6 separate regions of the Mus musculus genome follow, and all the other regions are linked to region 1. A link is a contact called in public Hi-C, HiCAR-type, HiChIP or PLAC-seq and promoter capture Hi-C data. All regions are on one chromosome and are shown on one strand. The core of a region is the stretch at or near the end of the contact, and the rest is flanking DNA. Distances in the headings are between cores, read along the strand shown. Region 1 holds the start of Dut (deoxyuridine triphosphatase). Region 2 holds the start of Shf (Src homology 2 domain containing F). Region 3 holds the start of Spata5l1 (spermatogenesis associated 5-like 1). Region 4 has its middle 12 kb from the start of Mir147. Region 5 has its middle 30 kb from the start of 4930417H01Rik. Region 6 holds the start of Bloc1s6os (biogenesis of lysosomal organelles complex-1, subunit 6, pallidin, opposite strand).

The links. Promoter capture Hi-C pulls out the DNA fragments that hold promoters and counts their contacts. Hi-C and Micro-C count contacts between places; a contact is called where the count stands out from the background. HiCAR-type assays count read pairs that join an accessible place to other places. HiChIP or PLAC-seq counts read pairs in DNA pulled down with a chosen protein or histone mark.
Region 2: a Hi-C map of B cells shows a contact between it and region 1, with 8 read pairs. The contact joins the promoter of Shf here to the promoter of Dut in region 1. A contact is called at or near these places in 4 of 39 promoter capture datasets (hippocampal neurons, liver, maxillary cranial neural crest and 1 more), 6 of 484 Hi-C or Micro-C datasets (B cells, CD8 T cells, the G1E-ER4 cell line and 3 more), 8 of 115 datasets of contacts at active chromatin or transcription factors (astrocytes, embryonic forebrain, embryonic stem cells and 2 more) and 1 of 9 other capture datasets (embryonic stem cells).
Region 3: a contact with region 1 is called in a HiCAR-type map of astrocytes, with 10 times the contacts expected there. The contact joins the promoter of Spata5l1 here to the promoter of Dut in region 1. A contact is called at or near these places in 5 of 39 promoter capture datasets (cranial neural crest, embryonic stem cells, hippocampal neurons and 1 more), 9 of 115 datasets of contacts at active chromatin or transcription factors (acute myeloid leukemia, astrocytes, embryonic forebrain and 6 more) and 1 of 9 other capture datasets (embryonic stem cells).
Region 4: a contact with region 1 is called in a Hi-C map of pro-B cells, with 8 times the contacts expected there. The contact joins the enhancer-like site here to the promoter of Dut in region 1. A contact is called at or near these places in 4 of 39 promoter capture datasets (cranial neural crest, hippocampal neurons and liver), 2 of 484 Hi-C or Micro-C datasets (B cells and pro-B cells), 4 of 115 datasets of contacts at active chromatin or transcription factors (embryonic stem cells, large pre-B cells and pro-B cells) and 1 of 9 other capture datasets (embryonic stem cells).
Region 5: an H3K27ac HiChIP or PLAC-seq map of large pre-B cells shows a contact between it and region 1, with 8 times the contacts expected there. The contact joins the enhancer-like site here to the promoter of Dut in region 1. A contact is called at or near these places in 1 of 484 Hi-C or Micro-C datasets (B cells) and 3 of 115 datasets of contacts at active chromatin or transcription factors (large pre-B cells, pro-B cells and stem cell-derived neural progenitor cells).
Region 6: a promoter capture Hi-C map of embryonic stem cells shows a contact between it and region 1, with 10 times the contacts expected there. The contact joins the promoter of Bloc1s6os here to the promoter of Dut in region 1. A contact is called at or near these places in 4 of 39 promoter capture datasets (cranial neural crest, embryonic stem cells, liver and 1 more), 1 of 484 Hi-C or Micro-C datasets (the G1E-ER4 cell line), 6 of 115 datasets of contacts at active chromatin or transcription factors (embryonic forebrain, embryonic stem cells, forebrain and 3 more) and 1 of 9 other capture datasets (adipose tissue).

Annotation. Positions count from the first base shown.
Region 1 is chr2:125,246,077-125,249,043 of GRCm38.p6, forward strand. Dut (deoxyuridine triphosphatase) reads left to right here and starts at 1,439. Exons shown (of 6, transcript NM_023595.6): 1 at 1,439-1,820. The coding sequence starts at 1,672.
Region 2 is chr2:122,367,680-122,370,646 of GRCm38.p6, forward strand. It overlaps Shf (Src homology 2 domain containing F), which reads right to left and starts at 1,468. Exons shown (of 7, transcript NM_001374011.1): 1 at 968-1,468. The coding sequence starts at 1,453.
Region 3 is chr2:122,629,141-122,632,107 of GRCm38.p6, forward strand. Spata5l1 (spermatogenesis associated 5-like 1) reads left to right here and starts at 1,485. Exons shown (of 3, transcript NM_001033256.4): 1 at 1,485-2,619. The coding sequence starts at 1,546.
Region 4 is chr2:122,651,095-122,654,061 of GRCm38.p6, forward strand. No RefSeq gene overlaps it. Among named protein-coding and RNA genes, the nearest start is that of Mir147, 12 kb to the left of the region's middle. Within about 2 kb of position 1,452, at least 165 of the 459 cell types and tissues checked have an H3K27ac peak or open chromatin away from gene starts, as enhancers often do. A contact at or near this core is called in B cells and pro-B cells, where this site is marked.
Region 5 is chr2:122,671,574-122,674,540 of GRCm38.p6, forward strand. No RefSeq gene overlaps it. Among named protein-coding and RNA genes, the nearest start is that of 4930417H01Rik, 30 kb to the right of the region's middle. Within about 2 kb of position 1,463, at least 49 of the 459 cell types and tissues checked have an H3K27ac peak or open chromatin away from gene starts, as enhancers often do. A contact at or near this core is called in pro-B cells, where this site is marked.
Region 6 is chr2:122,736,905-122,739,871 of GRCm38.p6, forward strand. Bloc1s6os (biogenesis of lysosomal organelles complex-1, subunit 6, pallidin, opposite strand) reads right to left here and starts at 1,458. Exons shown (of 2, transcript NR_156706.1): 1 at 1,178-1,458. Bloc1s6 (biogenesis of lysosomal organelles complex-1, subunit 6, pallidin) reads left to right here and starts at 1,601. Exons shown (of 5, transcript NM_019788.3): 1 at 1,601-1,800. The coding sequence starts at 1,719.

The DNA of each region.
Region 1 (2,967 bases), core at 189-2,688:
CTGGAGCTTGAGTCACAGGCAGTTGTGAATCACCAATGTGGGTGTTGCTAACCAAACTGGGTCTGATACAGGAACACTGAGTGCTCTTAACAGCTGAACCATCTCTCCAGGCCCAACAATAATCTTGTTTTAAAGGATTAAGCACCAATATTAAGATTTCTGAGAAGAAATAATGCACAGGAGCCCTCCTTACTAAACAATGCGATCACCATCTGTCTTAGTGTTCTACTGCTGTGAAGAGACACCATGACCAAGGCAACTCTATAAAGACAGCATTTAACTGGGGGCTTTCTTACCGTTTCAGAGGGTTAGTCCATTATCATGGTGTGGAGCAGGCGGGCATGGTGCTGAAGCAGTAGAAGGGAGAGGGAGAGTGGGGAGGGAGAAGGGGAGGGGGAGAAGAGAAAAGGGAGGGGGGAAGGGAAGAGGGGGGGGCAGGCGCACCTGTGAGGGCTTTTGAAACTCACGGTTAGACTCCAAGAATACAAAGGCTGGATCAATTTCCCTCATGGACTTTGAATCTAACCAACAAGTAGACATTAGGCAAGAAAATACATGCATGTGCAGACTGTAATAAGAAGAAATGTAAATAAAAACATTCTGAGAGTAAAGAGCCTGGCCACCACAGGTCTAACCCTAAACCCACCTAAAGGTGGAAGGAACAAGGAGAAGATAACCTCGCACTGGCAATGACCTGCAAGACACACAGACACATCGTGGGACTGCACAATAACAGATGCTTTAAAAGAGCTTCAAGAAGTGTAGTGTATTGCACACCCATCAGGGGAACCAATCGCCCCAATATGTATAGTCGGTATTTCTATAAAAGTGCCTTGGGCCTTCTATTTATCTTGAAAATCGAAGTGCACCACAACTTGAGTTCCACGTGTTTATGGTATAGTCCAGATAAAACCGGAGACTCCAGAAAGATCTTTAATTATCCTCTCTGGAAAAAAAAAGTTTGACTCCCAACTACCGGCGAGGGGGTGGGGGTGGGGGTGGGGGTGGGGGTGGGGGTGGGGGTTGGCTCCTTGTTGCTTTGGCTGAGGTCAAGGAATTTTAAAATGCCCTGCAGGTCCGGTGGTGGAAGGCAAAAGATCTGTTCAGGTCAGGGCGAGGAAAAGCACGTAGGAGGGCCGCTAGGCGGAGCGCGGGGCGGGGCAGCGGCCTCAGGGCCTGCAGGGCCTCCAGCGCCATGCCTCTCCTAAGCGTGCTGCTGCGCGCCCGCCTGCAGGCCGCTCTGCTCCGCGGGCGTGCGCTCGGGTCGGCGCGGAGCCGGAGCTGCCGAGGAAGCCGAGGAGCTCCGGCCGGGAGCGCGCGCGCTGGTGAGGGGGTGGGGGGCAGGGGCGGGAGCGCGCACGGGGTGGGGAGGATTAGGGCAGTTCGAGAGAGCGCGCTAGTGGGGGAGTTGGAGCGGGAGCGCGCTTGGAGGGAGCCCTGGTCTGAGCAGGTAACGGTGAGCCAGGGCCTGGCCTGCAGCGCGGGGACGAGTCCATTGCGGACCCCGAGGAGGGGAGCCTGGCGAGGTCGGTGCCTCCTCTAGGCCGCGCTCGAGCCCTTTGCGGAAGGCCGCGTCCCCTGTCCTGCGCGGTGGGCTCGTCCAGGCGGGAGATTTTCGGCGGGTAGGCTCTCGCACGCTCATTGCTTTCTGCTTTTTCCACGCCCGCCGCCATGCCCTGCTCGGAAGATGCCGCGGCCGTCTCTGCCTCCAAGAGGGCTCGAGCGGAGGATGGCGCTTCTCTGCGCTTCGTGCGGCTCTCGGAGCACGCCACGGCGCCCACCCGCGGGTCCGCGCGCGCTGCCGGCTACGACCTATTCAGGTGAGAGCCGTGGCCCGACGGCAGGAATGCAAACACCGAGCCCGGGTGCAGTCGTGGCTCCGCAGAGACCTGAGTTCACCTTGAGCAAATTCAGTAGGGGTTTGGGCGAGCGGAAAGTAAAGGGTTATAACATTTCCAAAGCGTTACTGTGCAGCGTGCGCTCCACCCTTTCCAAGTGGAAGGTCCGGATGTGCAAGGCTTATTCTTGACCGAAGTGTGACTGTCTGCAGTGTGCACGTTAAAGTCTAGGAAAAGGATCTATGGAAGCTGTGTACTTCTCTTATCCCGTCCAAGGACTGGGAACTTAAGGAGCTCCATCCAGGGCTAGCTTATGAGGTGGCTCAGTGTAAAGTCACCAAGCCTAATGACCTGAATGTATGCATCTAACATGCCCTGTCTTGGGAGAAATTAGATACTATGGCCATTTTCTACATAAGCGGGTGTTTGCTGTGTATTGGGAATGGCTGATGTTACAGAGTGAAAATTCCGTGTGACTGAACGTACTCTTCTACCACATGCCAGACTTCCAGCGCTGCTCATTGTAAAGTCTGAAGTTTCGTTGGATCAGGAAGGGAGCTGCAGTAATAAGAGACTACAGTAGTATTTGGTAGATGGACTTTCTAAAATCGCTTGTGATCAGAGTCCACCCCCAAGAGCTGCTCTGGGAGACCAGCTCTCTTCGGCCACTGAAGTTCACAGCCATAGCGTGGAAGGCAGGGGGAATGCAGTGCATCTCTGCCTCTCACCTGTGTTTTTTTAACATTTTCTTCGGGAGGTTCATTCTCATCAAGAGAAGCGTTACAAAAGTAAAGTATAGGTTTATATGCGTTCGCAGGCTCGAAGTGTGCCTAGCGGAGTGAGGCCCATTGAGTGTTAGATGTTTGCTCTTTGGTTGGCTTTTCATATTCTTTCTATGAATTAAGTCTGCCTTCCTGCTCCTCATGCTAATTTGCCAGCCTTCACTTTCAGAGACAAAAACCACAGAACACATAGCAGAGACAATGTTGGCATCTCCCTGTTCCCCACTCCCACATTCAGGGTTTTGTCTTCTTGCTCTGCCTAGGTGCTAGGATTAAGGGCCTGAAGCCATCTTTCTAAAGCTAAAAGAAAGTGCCTACTACCTTGTAAGTAAACCTTTTTAGGTGAG
Region 2 (2,967 bases), core at 218-2,717, 2.9 Mb before region 1:
GGCAACAGAGCTGGGGTAGCTCCTACCTCCCATTCAGGGAGACTAAGGATGGCTTTCAGCTGTTTATCATCCAGGACAGGATAAAACTGGAATTAAGAAGGAAGGTAGATGTCCTGAGAGACAAACTATTGGGAGTCTTCCTCCAGGGCCTGCAGATCCAGTCTCTCTCAGAATGGACTGAGAAAGAGGAAAGCCTAGAGAGAGGAGATAATGAATGAACCCCATCACTCGGCCTTAACTGGGCAACAGGTCCTGACCACCGAGTGTCCTCATACTTGGGGGAACACTGGAAGGAGTGCGCCTGTACCCCAGGGGTGAATTTCTTCAGGAAGAGCTGGACATTGCCCATCTTGGCATCCGGAGTACAACAGTCCCCCCCCCCCCCTAATCCCACTGGGAAAGGCAAAGGCCAGCGCTCGCTGTGTTCACGGAAGAATCTTAGTTTTCAGCCCCTTTCTGGGCTTCAGACCTGCAAAGATGCCTGGACTCCAGGACCGGGTGGGAGGTGGGAGGAAGGAGAAGGGGAAGAGGAGGGGGAGAGAAAAGCTTTGTGGAGGGAAGAGTCAAGAGATCAAAGGGCAGAGGAGCTGCTGCTCCGGAGAGGGCACAAAGGCCATAAACCGGCAAAGGGAAGGGAGGGGTGCTTCTCCATGCCCGTTAGAAAAAAGGTTCCAGGATCAGGGTTGGACGGGTTGCAAAGCTGAGGACAGAGCCATTGAGGGAGGTCGTCCCTAGTCCTCGGGCCCTAACAGGAAACAGGGCAGAGTTTGGGGACTCAGATTAGTCGGTGGAGAAGCTAACAAAGGGGTTAAAATTTGAGCCCCCGTGTCAGGGACTAAGCTTATGTCAACTAGAAATACTGACTGCGAAAGGCTGAGTCCCAGCCAAGCCACCTTTGTCCCTCCCTAAATCTCCAGACCTCAGACCACCACCCCTCCTGGACACCCACGCCCGGCGCAGCACTCACCCTGTCGCTGCTGGCAGGGGGTCCGGAGTCCGGAGGGGGTGCTGGGGGGCCGGGGGTCTCGACCCGAATGAGGCGGTGCGGGGGTGAGCCGTGGCGCGGGGGCGGAGTGGGGCCAGGGACCGCAGGGGTGGAAAGGGCGGCGGACGCGGACGGGCCCCCGGAGTAGGGGTCCTCGAAGTCGCGGTCTCGCTGCAGCCGGTAGGCGGCCAGGATGTCCGGGGGCGGCGCAGGGGGCGCGGCCGGGCAGGGAGCTGGGGGGCGGTAGTCGGGCTCTGGGGGGGCGGGTTTGGCGCCCCCTCCACCGCCGCCCCCGCGAAAGCCCAGGTGCTCCCGCAGCCACTTTGCGACTCCACCGCTGCCGCCCCCTCCCGGGCCGGTCCCCGCACCCCCAGCCCCGCGGCGGGATCCCCCAGGGCCGCCCCCCGCGCTGCCCTGCGCCCTCGGCCCCGGGCCGGAGCCCGTAGGAGGAGCTCCGCTCAGTAGCATGGGGCCCTCCCAACTGAGCGAGCAGACCGCGGGCGGCGGGGGCGGGGCGAGAGGGGGCGGAGCTGCGCCGGCGGGAGGGGCGGGGCTCGTCGTCAGTGACACGAGGGGAGGAGCCCGCTGCCTAACGGGGACCCGAGGACTCTGAGAGGAGTAGATGGGATGCGGGAAGCAACTGCGCCGAGGGTGAGTCCTCCACATGTCGTTACCCGTGCTCCTGTGGGGCGCTCTCTAGTCCCATCTGCTCTTTGCACCTCCCAGTTTGTGTCAGACGCGGGAAGATGAGTCCCCAGGCACATCCTGCTCATCCTGATTCCTTTCCCCCAAACCCAAAGACCCAAACATTTTCGAAGACGCTGCTCTTCAGATGCGCCTATTACTGCCCTCACCTTGGGAGTACCGCCTACCTCTTCCTATCCCTTAACTCACACCCAAACCTAGGTTGCCTTTCTATCCAGGCAAACTTCTCACGTGGCATGCAATCAGTTCTCCAGAGACACCCATTGCTCCGATGTTTCCACACCCAACCGCCAGCTTCAAATGCTTACAACCCTCGCACAAACAATCCCCATCCACGCTTACACCGGCCCCCAGCAGGCCCACGCAGCCCTCACAGCTGCCCTGCTTTCTTGTGGAAATCCCTCAAGCTCCACCCTGGGTTTGTCAATCTGTCTGTGACAGAATAGAAACAGACAGATCAATAAATCAAGCGAGAAACAGGTCTAATGTTGTCAATCACCAGCCCCTTACCTTCTCAGGGCTCCGATGATGATGCCTAAGAGCCTGGAATTTTGTCTTAGAAAGGAAGCAGGTTCACCAGAAGTATTGTAGCCCTGAAGGCCAGCATCTCTCCCTCTCCCTCCTCCCCCTTCCTCCCCCTCCCTCCTCCCCTCCCTCTCCCCTCCTTCTCCCCTCACTTCATGGGGTATAATAGAGAAACTAAGAGGTTTACATTCCAGAATATACAGTTTAAAATACTAACTACTGATGCAACGGTGAGCATAGAGATGACAGGTTCCTGAGGATATTGTAGCTAACCCACAGGAGAAGGTCTCCTCACTCACCCAATGGGAGGGGATGGGAAAGGCAATGGACTGCCAACTCCTGGGCCAAGACCACGCCCTTGTCCTATCTTAGAAAGGGTGATAGGGGTTGTTGTCATGCAAATTAAGGGTGATGAGCGATCTGAGCACAGCCCTTGCTCTGTAGTCACCTTGCAGTCAGGCCTCCGCTCAGACTCATGGCAATCCTGTTGCTCAAGCTTTCCCAAGGCAAGTTCTGAGGTTGCAGGTGTGCGCCACCACACTACTGGTATTTGCTTAAAAAATATAAAGTGATTCTGGTGGTGGTGATGGTGGTGGTGGTGGTGGTTTGAATGAGAATGGTCCCCATACGTTTGTTAAGGATTGAGAGGTGTAGCCTGGTTGGAGGAAGTGTGGCTTTGTTGGAGTCACCGAGGGTGGTCTTTGAGGTTTCAAAAGCCCATTACAGGCCTAGTCTCCACCCACCTCCTCTCT
Region 3 (2,967 bases), core at 235-2,734, 2.6 Mb before region 1:
AGGAAAATCTAGCGGAAGCTTCGGTTGCAAATGTCCGGTCCGCCAAGGGCCCTCGGCCTTCATTTGTTGGTTCTGGACTCCCTCTAGTGGTGCACACGTTTGTTGCTTTAAATAGTGCTCATAAAATTGCCAAATTTGGAGTCCTGTAACCAACAAAAGGACCACAGAACTGTTATTATGTTTTTCTTTTCAAGGTTTTCTTTTTCTTTCTTTCTTTCTTTCTTTCTTTCTTTCTTTCTTTCTTTCTTTCTTTCTTTCTTTCTTTCTTTCTTTCTTTCTTTCTTTCTTTCTTTCTTTCTTTCTCTCTCTCTCTCTCTCTCTCTCTCTCTCTCTCTCTCTCTCTTTCTTTCTTTCTTTCTTTCTTTCTTTCGATACCTTTCTCCATTCTGTAGTTTAGGCTTGCCTAGACCTCACTAAGTAGCCCAGGTAGAACTATAAATTGTTCTAATCCTTATTTAGTCTCCCAAATGTTGTGATATAGGTATGAACCATCACAGCAAGCTTAGAATGGTTTCCTGCAAGATTGTAAGTATGATGAATTCAGATGTATGGATGACTGAAACAATACAATGAAAATGGTCTGACTCAGAGGAGCAGGATGGGTTAAGGCTGCCTGGGAAAGATAATCTATAGTTTTACTGAGAATGTGTGAATGAGTTGAGGGCCCAGAAACACAATCCCTTCCTGATATTTGTGACACAAGGAGGGGAGTGGCTGTTTTAGTGGGGATGCTGTATATTTCTTGGCCAAGGTCAGAGAACTTTATAGTTTGGCCCTGAACGGGATCAGCCTCTTTATGCAACACGAAAAAACATGTACTGTCCTCCACACCATATCCCCACTAACTTAGCCTCTACCCCTGTTTTAAATCAGTGCTGAAATCTGAAAGGTTAAGTTCACTCTAATTGCCTCAGTGGGCATCAGTTATGACTCTCAGCTGTACCTTTCATGCGACCATGGTCAAAATATGCAGAGAAAAACCTCTTAAGATCACCCTATTAAACTTCCGTTTCCTGGTCAGTTCTTTACCACAGCTATCCACACGCACGCTAGCTTTCACACACATCCCTTTACATATTGAAGATGGTTATTATGTCTTATTATTAATGTCTTCTTTCCCATTTCTAGACGCTCCAAGTCTTTGGAACGAGGATAAAAGATCTTTCATAAGATGCGAGTATCATGATTAATTTGGCGGGTATTTTATTTACACCTTGTTTATATCTGTAAGCACGTTACACCTTGTCAGCAGTTTGGGTTTTCTTTTTTTCCTTAAGAAATCTTTTTACTTCACAAAATGAAAACTCTTATGGCCTAATGGAGCAGCCGTATGTCTGTCAGATGCCAGCGGAGACCTTTTCATTGAGGCTCTTGGACCGACTACCGGGCGTCTGATGTTTATGGAGAGCCAGGCTTTTCTCACTTTCCCAGAAGTCCTTTCGACCGTCAATCAGAGGCTTGTTCCTTCTTGGCGCATGCGCGCCGCCTGCATCCGGCAGCCGGGTGGATTGCTGCCGGGCTTTCCCCGGCGTGGTTCCCCGAGTCATGGCTCCGGACTCGGGGCCCTTCCCCGACGGACAACTTTTGAAGCTGCTGCCGGTGGATCCCCGGGACCGGGACACCCAGCGCTGCCGCCTGGGGCCGGCCGCCTTCCGCAGCTTGGGTGCGCGCCTGGGCTCGCCGCTGAGGATCTCGTTGCCCGCCGGCGGCTGCTGCCTCTGCACGGCCTGGCCGCGGCGCGACAGGGTGGATGGCTTTGTGCAGCTGGACCCGCAGTGCGCTAGCCCCGGGGCCCGGGTGGCCACGGGGAGGATAGGTATGGACTGCTTGCAACCCGTGCCCTGTCCGCCCCTGCGGCGCCTAGAGGTGTGGCCGGTGCTGCGGCCCCAGGCGGGAGCCCCGAGTTCCGCCGCGGTGCTGGAGGTAGTGCACGAGCTGCTGCGCAACCGGCCTGTGTCTCGGGGACACGTGGTGACCACCCCGCCGGGTGTCCCCGGCCCTGTCGCAGCTCTGCACGTGATGGGCGGGACACCGGACCCAGAGCCCGGCGGGTGGGTCACACCGCATACCCGCATCACGCTCAGTGACAAGCCTCCGCCACAGGTCGAGCCTCCCGGGGAGGTGACCCTTGGGGGTCTGTCGGAGACCGCCGACTCCCTACGGGAGCTGCTCCGCCTGCCGCTGCGCTACCCGCTCGCCCTAGCCGCGCTGGGGCTGGCTGTGCCCCGCGGGGTGCTCCTGGCGGGCCCCCCGGGAGTGGGCAAGACCCAGTTAGTGCGGGCCGTGGCGCGCGAGACTGGCGCCGAGCTGCTGGCGGTGAGCGCCCCGGCGTTGCAGGGCTCCCGGCCCGGGGAGACCGAGGAGAACGTGCGGCGCATCTTCCAACGAGCCCAGGAGCTGGCCAGCCGCGGACCCAGCCTCCTCTTCCTGGACGAAGTGGATGCCCTGTGTCCCCGGAGAGGCGGCCCGCACCGAGCTCCCGAGAGCCGAGTGGTGGCCCAGGTGTTGACGCTGCTGGACGGCATCCACAGGGACAGGGAGTTTGTGGTTGTGGGAGCCACCAACCGGCCAGACGAGTTAGACCCAGCGCTTCGCAGGCCGGGCAGGTTTGACAGAGAGGTAAAGTTCCTGAAAGCTCGCCTTTTTGGAATGTTGGGTCAGGCAGGAGTTGTAGATCACTTGTCACATGCAAGCTAGAACCTGGGTTCAAATCGTTCTGGGAAGCAGGATGGTCATTTGCTTTGTTGAAGTAACTAATCCTGATGCATGCATATTAAACTGAAATAGCCTTTGGAATGAGAACTTAGTCACAGTAAGAGAAGGCAGGGAAGGTGAATAAAAACAGGCATAAGCCCTTAAATGTATTCAAATGTCAGGATACCAGCTTCCTGTTCTACGTTGTCAGGGCTGGCTTTTTTAGCGTCTTTGGTACTCAAGTGATTTTTTTTTAATTTCTAAGCAATTATT
Region 4 (2,967 bases), core at 202-2,701, 2.6 Mb before region 1:
TTCTTTAGAGTGTCTTCTCAGGGCAGAGGGCATAAAACAGCTGATAGCTGCTGGGAAACTGAAGGAGTTTACTGCATGGGATTTTTCACATCAGGAATGAAGTGGGAGAGACTGAAAACGCAGATTATTATCATAAGCCACAAAGGAAGCAGACAAGGAACTTAAGCTAAAGACGGAGATGATACTTCAGTAGAGACATGGCTGTCACAAGCAGAGGTGGCAGGTATGCATTGATAGAGACTTTGAAGACCAAAGATCAATGCCAGCAGTCCACAGGAGAGCCATGATCAGCCAAAGCAATGGCAGAGGAAATGGGTGTGTGTGTGTGTGTGTGTGTGTGTGTGTGAGAGAGAGAGAGAGAGAGAGAGAGAGAGAGAGAGAGAGAGAGAGAGAGAGAGAGAGAGAGAGAATGCATTGGAATGGCCAAGGAAAAATCAGAACTAGACCCCACCTCTAAAGACTCCCCAGCACCATGCAGGGACCAAGGGACATACAGCCACCGAGGGACACTTCCCAACACCACAGCAAAGGTGTGCACCTGAGAAAAGAAGGCTTCTAGGCTGTCATTGGTCTCTTAGCACTCCAATATGTTGAGGCTACAGTGATAGAAACTAAGGTGATCAGGAGAAAGGGGAACTGAGCAAACCAGGAAGAGATCAAGGAGAGACCCTCTATCTCTGTGGCTGGCAGGATTAATATCATCAGCTATGAGTCCTAAAAAGTGCCTAGGGCAGCTTTGGAGGCTGAGCCTTAGAGGGAACATCACCTTGCCCTTACTGGTGAAGACCTACAGGCCTTGCCTGGCTGGCCCTAAGGTCTTTCACACCAGCCTGGAACCTCACCCTGTACTGGTCCTGGGAGACCTCAGGCAGTGGAGGAACTGGTAGTGGGGAAGGATATCCTCTCAGGGTCCCAGCCCCAAGAAAGGCCTGGGCAGGACCTGCTCTATTGCCCTTACACATTGGGCACACTGGGTGTGTCCTCCATAGCCAGAGGGGAGTTGGAAAATTCAGACGCCCATGGTGGTAAGTTTCGGTAGATGATGCTTTGCATAACAAAGATACCTCTCCTATTCCTAAATTCCCTTTGAGGATGGTACCAGGGCTAGCACTTGGGAGATGTGTTTCCTCTCATTGAGAGACTTCTGAGAATCACTTGGCTAAGCCTGAGTTCAGCACTGACTAAGCCCCAGGCACCTTCCGGAGCATACTTTAAACAGCACGTCACCCTTTCTTCCTTTCTGCCAGACCTAAGGCAGGCAGCCCTCGGCAGAGAGCTCTTGCCCACTCTTCCTCTACTGAGAAGTGGGTGCTCTGCCCTTCTCACTGAGACCTGTGACCCTCAGCGCTGGGCTGGGATTGGGAAGTTCAGTGTAGCCAGCTCTGAGTTCTCCCCTCACACCAAACTTCCTGCTTCTCTGGATTTGAGTCACCGCCTGCCTCGGAGCTCACCGCAGGCTTGTTCTGGTCTTGAGGGCAGGATGTTCTCTACAGCTTCAACCCCATGATAGGAGGAAACAGCTGTCCCTGCCGCAAGTCTCGGTCACAGGAAGGAAAGGTGAGTGCACCGAAGCAGAGGCAAGGGTCACAGTTCACAGCTGTCCTCAACGTTCACTTCTAAGATCCTCATTTTCTTTCCTTTCCTACACACCTCCTCTTTATTACAGAGGACCCAGAACACGGAATGTGATTAATGGTGAACACTTGTGAAGTTTTCATACTGCAGCCAACCTCTGCCATCTGTAATCACAAGATCTTCAGATAGCTTCGGACTCAGTGGATATTTAAACAACAGACACAGGCCACGTGTAAGTGATCAATTGACAGCACAGACTAGGTCTTCACAGAGCTTTGGCCTCAGAGTGGAAGAAATACTTTCCCAATAGCACACAGAAAGTTAGTTATAAGGCTATGGGAGGAAAGAGACAGGACCAAACACACAGACAGCAGGTGCCACTGGGCCCAAAGCAGGCGTCCACCCCCTACCCCTTCACCCCACCCTCACCCCATCCCCCACCCCCACCACAGCCGGTCTGAACAGTGGTTCGGAGGGGGCTCCTCTCTCAGCAGACAACTCAGTGTTGAGAACGACGTGAACATCAAGATAAACTAGCTTGAGATCATATTATACGCAACCCAGTTCTCAAAAACAAGTCAGAGTACGAAGCCACTATAGAGTCATAGGGAAACAGAAGTATATCTGTTCAGCTTTGCTGAGTGCAGTCTGGCAGCCTGTGTACAGGGCCACGGTACCCTGATGGCCCACTGTGGGAAATATTCCCAACAAAGACACAGTGGTGTTGGGAGCAATGTGCTTTTAAGGAGAAGAACATGAAGGAAAACCACCTGATATTAAAATATGAACGAAGAATCTACGGCTGTGTGAAGTGTACCCATTAAAAATGGCAAGGATGTGTGGCATCCTGCAGGTGAGGGGTAACCAGATAGCAGAGGCCAGGCCAGGAAATGCTAGGGCATAGCTTATGTTCACTAACATATGGAAAACTGCAAGTTTAGAGCTGTATAGGGTAGAGACTGTAATGTGTAAATATACTTTTATGCTCACAACTAATTTTTGGAGTAATTCCAAGTGTGTAAAAGTTATAAAAAGAACTTTCACACTCCCCACTAGATTTCCACCATAAATGTTTTACACCATTTTTCTTATAATTTTCTGTCATTATCTATCTATCTATCTACCTATCATATCTATCATCATCTATCTATCTATCTACCTATCATATCTATCTATCATCATCTATCTATCTATCTACCTATCATATCTATCATCATCTATCTACCTATCATATCTATCTATCTATATCTATCTATCATCATCTATCTCTATCTATCTATCTATCTATCTATCTATCTATCTATCTATCTATCTTCCTGTCTACCTGCCTACCTATCTTCCTGTCTACCTATGTGTAAGTGTAGCATATGTATATATATTCATGCACATATG
Region 5 (2,967 bases), core at 213-2,712, 2.6 Mb before region 1:
TGAGACATCTTGGTGTCATTTTACTGTGTTCTGTTTATTGAACAGAACCTTCTCCATGGGGATTTCTGATGTAGTCATTTTGTTTTACTGGCTTATATCCTGTACTATGTCTTTATCAGAAAGTCACTTTACTTTGCTCTGTTAAAAGCATTAAGATCCTCTTGCTTTCCCTAGCATTAATTGATGCCAAGATGGATTGGTACCAGGGGGCCTGTTTCCCGGGGCACAGTTACAAGAGTAGATGGTGCCTAGCCAGGGAAACACAGAACCTCCACAGATCCACAGTCTTTGCACAGCTAATGGAGCAGCTGTGGGCTGCGAGTGTGAGTAATAGAAGGGATGGATACTAGCGGTTATTAACCATGTGGTTGGTGCCGGCCACACTACATATTCCCTTGGGTAGTGTTCAGCAGCTGCTGTGCAAATGCTGGAAACTGAGGTAGCCCAAGTTACCACAGAGCCTGATCCAAGGTCTAGGCAGCCATAGCTGCTGCTCTTGCTCTCTTGCTCGACCCTTCCTTTTTTCTTTCTCTCTCTCTCTCTCTCTCTCTCTCTCTCTCTCTCTCTCTCTCTCTCTCTCTCTCTCTCTCTCTCTTTCTCTCTGTCTCTCTCCCTCCCTCCCTCCTTCCCCCCTCCCTTCCTCCCTCCCTCCCCCCCTCTCTCTTTCTTTCTTTCTTTTTTCTTTTTTTTACATTTATGTATTTATTTCTGGGTCGGGGCACCCATGCACATGCTGCGGTGTACTTGTGGAGGGTGGATGGGTATCAGAGAACATCTTAGAAGAGTCTGTGTCTCCTTCCACCAGGTAGGTTTTGGGAGTGAATGGAGGTGCTCAGGTTTGGTGGCCTTTATCTGCTTTATGCCTTTATCCGCGGAGCCACCTCCCCAGGCTCCTTCCCTCTGATATTCATGCACTGTGTCTCTTTTCTTTCTGGCTGTGCCTTTCTCATTATTATTAATTGCTTTCAAAATTTAAGCTAGATGAAATGCAAGGGCACTGTTTTCTCCAAAGGTGGGATGTCTGAGTGCCTGAGGATGCCCATAAAGAGCAGAAGGTGATCTGGGAGCTGCAGGTCCCCCTTGTTGTTTTTTGTCTGTTTTGGTTTTTTGGTGGCTGTGAGAATGAGCAGGGCAGCCGTGGATGCAGAAGGCTCCACACTAACTCGTAGCTAGTTGTGCACTAACTTGTAGCTAGTTGTGCACTAACTCGTAGCTAGTTGTGCCTAATGGAAAGTCTCAGCCATCTGCTCCTGCTTCCTGGGAAATTTCCCCAGGAAGGGCTGAATTTTACAAGCTGTGCTAGTTACTTTCCTACTGCGGAACACAGCTGCTGAAAGAAGGGCGGGCGGGCTTACCTGGGCTTAGCATTTTAGAGTTCAAGATGGCAGGGTAAAGGCAGCAGGCAGCAGGAGCTGGAAGCTGAGAGCTGGGGGCCCACATCTTGAACCACAAACAGGAAACAGAGGGAGCAAATTTTGAAACCTCAAAGCCCAACACCAGTGATGTACTTCTTCCAGAAAGGCCACACCCTCTACATCTTCCCAAACAGCACAACCCACCGAGAACCAAGTATTCAAACACCTCACAGGCTGAGCATTGGAGGGAAGCACAGGGCTTTGGAGGGCACTGCAGGAACCAGGCGAGGCAAGGGCTCCCCATAAGAGCTCAGAGAAGTGAGGTGAGAGGAGAAGCAGGAAAGGGTATAGGCGCAGAACCAGTGTGGTGTCAGGAGCCAAGTCCCCAGAGGCAGAGTGGGCAGATCGATCCTTTTGGGACTTGGGGAGCAAGCCTGAGAAGGCTCTGGAGGTGCTGATATGGAAGGCCACAGACGGCAAAGCAGCTGAGCAGCGGTGTGTGTCTGTGCGTGCTGTCCTGTGTGGTAGGGAGAGAATGGGCAGTTACCCTTTGGGAGAAGTGACTTAAGAAGCAGCTAACACAAGTGTATACAGTGGGGGCTGACTTGAGATATTGCTCTCTCTCTCTTCCTCTCTCTCTCCCTTTCTCTCTCTCTGTGTGTGTCTGTTTCTCTGTGTGTGTGTGTGTTTGTTTTATATTGTCTTGATGTTTGAATCATAGGAGACTTCAATAAAGAAAACAAAAATCTACTCAAAGAACTCTAAGGGCTTTGTCAGTTGGAAGGGCATTGGAGACCTCATGGGGATATTTTGAATAAACCGAGGCAGATAAATTAGGATTAAAAGGGGTTACAGGGGAAGAAGGGTGGAATCCAGAGACGAACTCAGGGCACGTGGCTTGCTTTGTTCTTTGAGCTTACACATGGGAGAAAAAAGAGGCTAGATCCTATAGTAATATTGAATTTTAATTAAGTTTAGTTTAACAGCAGAAGTAGCCATCACACCAGGCCACAGAGTCCTGGAGCATGCTGGTTACTCCCATGAGCTGGCGTCAGGGAGAGAATCCCATGCTTGTCTACAATCTGGATTCATTGACTTATCGCTCGTTGAGCAAAGATGGAGTCGCTGGGCTGAAATATTGATCTTGTTCTTAAGGTGCTTGTAGCCAAATGGACTCTGCATAGGCTATGGATAAGCTTGGTGTTGAAGTCTGCCAAGAAATAGGAGGAAGGATCCAGTGTGACTGAGAAGTGGAGCAGTTTAGGTGAATAGATAAGTGGGCATGGGTGGAGGTCTGAGGTAACCTAGCAAACATGAGGTGCATAGATGGGGGGATGGGGTGCAGGTGTTGGTGAGGGGAGAAAGAGGAGACAACTGGATGGGGCGTGGCGACCACCCAGTGCAGGAGACTAGACTAACAGAGCTCCCAGAACTCACATTCTGTCTGTCACACGTGATGTGACAGAGATATCTCTAGTCAGTGCTCACCCCAGAGAACAGCTATTTTCAGGCTATGACTCTGGGTGTGGGTGTATTGAACTGAGAGATTGCTTAAGAATTTTAGGTCCTTCTACCTATGACTGATTAGATCTTGCCCCGGGACATGTTCCTT
Region 6 (2,967 bases), core at 208-2,707, 2.5 Mb before region 1:
CCAAGCAAGGGTGCCAGGTGTTTCATCATGTTTACCATGTTGTATAACTCAGACTTTGGAATATACAGTTTGGAATTAGGGCTAGGGCATCAATAGTTCACCAATTAGCAAATTTATCGAGAATTATTTTGGTACTCTATGCATAAGAGTTTCTATTTGTCATTTTTAATTCAAAAGAAGAAAACATAAAATAATGAATGCAAGGAGGAGCTCAGTGCTAAATGGCAGGAGGATGTTTGTTGTTGTGAAATGTCTTCACTGTGACTGCTGAATGAAAGGGAGGAAATAATGAGATAATGAATGGTGTCCACAGTAAAGGTGTGTTTGAGTGTGCTGGCTCGTGTCTGCTGGAGGACCAAGAATTCAAGGCCATCCCTAATTACATATTGAGTCTAAGGCCAGATTAGGCTACAGGACACCTCACCTTGTGAAACAAAACAATAAAAAAGATATTATCCTAGAGCACTTAAAAGATGAATAGGCCTTTGAAAAAGATACTCTAGTTTGAAACAGGAACAAGCACAATGGACAGCGTACAATGCCCAGATTGCACAAGATGTTTGAAGAGTAATAAATTGTTTTCCTATTTGTATGACAACACTAATTATTACACATTCTATAGTTCAGCAACCTCACAGGGTTGAGTTCCATTACAAAAGCTTTAGGGGAGGAATTGGTTACCAATTTTTCTGGAGGTCACCCACCATCCAGAATAATGACTCCCTTCCTCTGTCTTCAAACCCATCAGTGTTTGTTTAATCATCCTTTGTAATCAAATCTTTTTTCAGACAGCCCCACCCCATCAGTTTTACAGACTGTTACCTTGGGTCCTTGGAGTACCCTTCCTATTTTAAGGTTATGTTAACTAGTAGCTTTTATTCGTTGCCATGCCCTCTAATATATTTAGAAGTCTCAAGGATTAGTCTGTGGACATTCTACCGTGGAGAGTTGAGAAGTTACCCTTGAAAAGTGGCTAAAGTGAAACTGAACATAAGATGGTGACAATAGGGAGCCAGTGCATTCCAGGGGCATGGCATTATTTGTTTATTTATATTAGTTTTTTTTTTTTTTTTTGAGATAGCTTTGGCTACAATATGGAAAACTGAACAGGTAACCTGAGGAGCAACTAGAGATGCTACTAGAGGTCAGAGTTTACAAAAGGGTCGAGAATCCTTACATTTGCTGTGGAGCTGAGTCTGTCCAAGTCTACATACTTTCCTTTAGAACTCATGATATCATCTTACAGGAGCCCAGCATGTGCTTTTGGTAATTTGACTTAATTTGTCCAAATGATGCTCCAAGAAAGCCTTTACGTCATTTCCAAGCACTGGAAGAGATCCTCAGCAACGCTCAAGCTCAGAGTTCGTATTGACTCACTTAGCGGCCCGAGTTATAAACTGGACACAACACTGGGGACATTCACACGGTTATGGCGACATCCGGTCCTCTAACCTCTCTTCCGGGTTCCGCCGGCCACCCTCTGTGAAACCGAACCCGCACGCGCACGGCTGCGCCTAGGGCGCTGACACGGGGGGGGCGGGGGGGGGCGGGCGTTCCGGACTTGCAGTAACGTTCTGCGTCGGAAAGCGAGGTTTTCCGCTTTCGTCACTTCCGTGTGCCTCGGCGGCTTTCGTCCGGATGGACTCTGGAACGCGTTAGGTTTCTTTGCCTGTGACTTCTCCACAGCACTCGCCTCACGCAGCGCCCAGTGCGGGGATATGAGTGTTCCTGAGCCACCGCCTCCAGACGGGGTCCTTACGGGGCCTTCCGACAGCCTGGAGGCCGGCGAGCCCACGCCGGGTACGGCTGTTTTGCGGGGCGACTGCCCACAGGGGCCGGGTTCGAGTGGGTGGGACTCCAGCGCAGGCGACCCTCCTGCCTAGAGCATCCTGGCCAGGCAACCCTGGTCCCGCGAGGAAACGCACTGTTGGGTGCGGTTTGTGTTAAAGGTTTGCGTTTGTGTTGCTTTTCAACTGTTTGTCACAGGGTTAGTGGTTGGCGATCAGTCTGCCAGAGAGAAGGTAGATTTTTAGGAAACTGTACAATAGTGTCTACTCATGAAATACTCTGACCTCCTAGGTGACATTACTTCATCCGAGACTCCAGCAGCCGTCCGCACATTTCCAGAAGAAATTTAAGCATTGATGCCCGAAGGCGTCCGTTGGACGAAGCAGTTAATTTGCTATATAGGCAGATGGGCACTGTTTATACCATCGTTTTTGTGAGATTGAAAACACCACTCAAATCATTTTCTGTGAGCATTGGTTCATATGAGAGAAGCTAGATGGAGCTTCTAAAAATAATCTCTGCGTTTCAGAAATAGGAAGCTACAAATAACCCAGCATTTCCTGGCAGTGCTTTTCTTTAATGACATATCCCTTTCATGACTTGTTCAGTCACATTAGTAATACTCTGTAGTACCTACTTGGAACCTGGGCCTCTCTCTTTCTCCCTTCCCCTCCCTTCTCCCCCTCTTTCTCTCTTTCTGCACATAACGAATGGGTGGTATGCATATAAATAAAAGCAGATGTCAGAGAGTAGGGCAGAGATAGGGATAGGTGCTAGCTGCAGGTTCAACTCAGGACTTATTTCATGTTAAACAAGTGCTCTACTACAGAGCTAGATCCCTAGCCTCAGCTGTCTGATCTTCTTGATAATGGTGTGAGCTTACTCTCCCATGAAACTGAATTTGCACTCTTGGATTCAGTTCCCTCTGTTTCATGTAGAGGATTCCGCAGGGCATTAGCATCTATCTCCCCTCAGCAGTGTAAAGCTACCACCGCTAGTCTCTCATTCTCACAGCATGGTGTGTCCATTGTTGTAACTTTACTGCCCCAACACAAGCTCCAGGCATGAATCCTTAGAATCCTAAAATGGCTTCTTGCCACTTACTGAATTTTCCATAGAATTGGCACTCAGGGACCCTCACAGGCTGACTCACGGCATATATTAATAGCTCACTGTTGC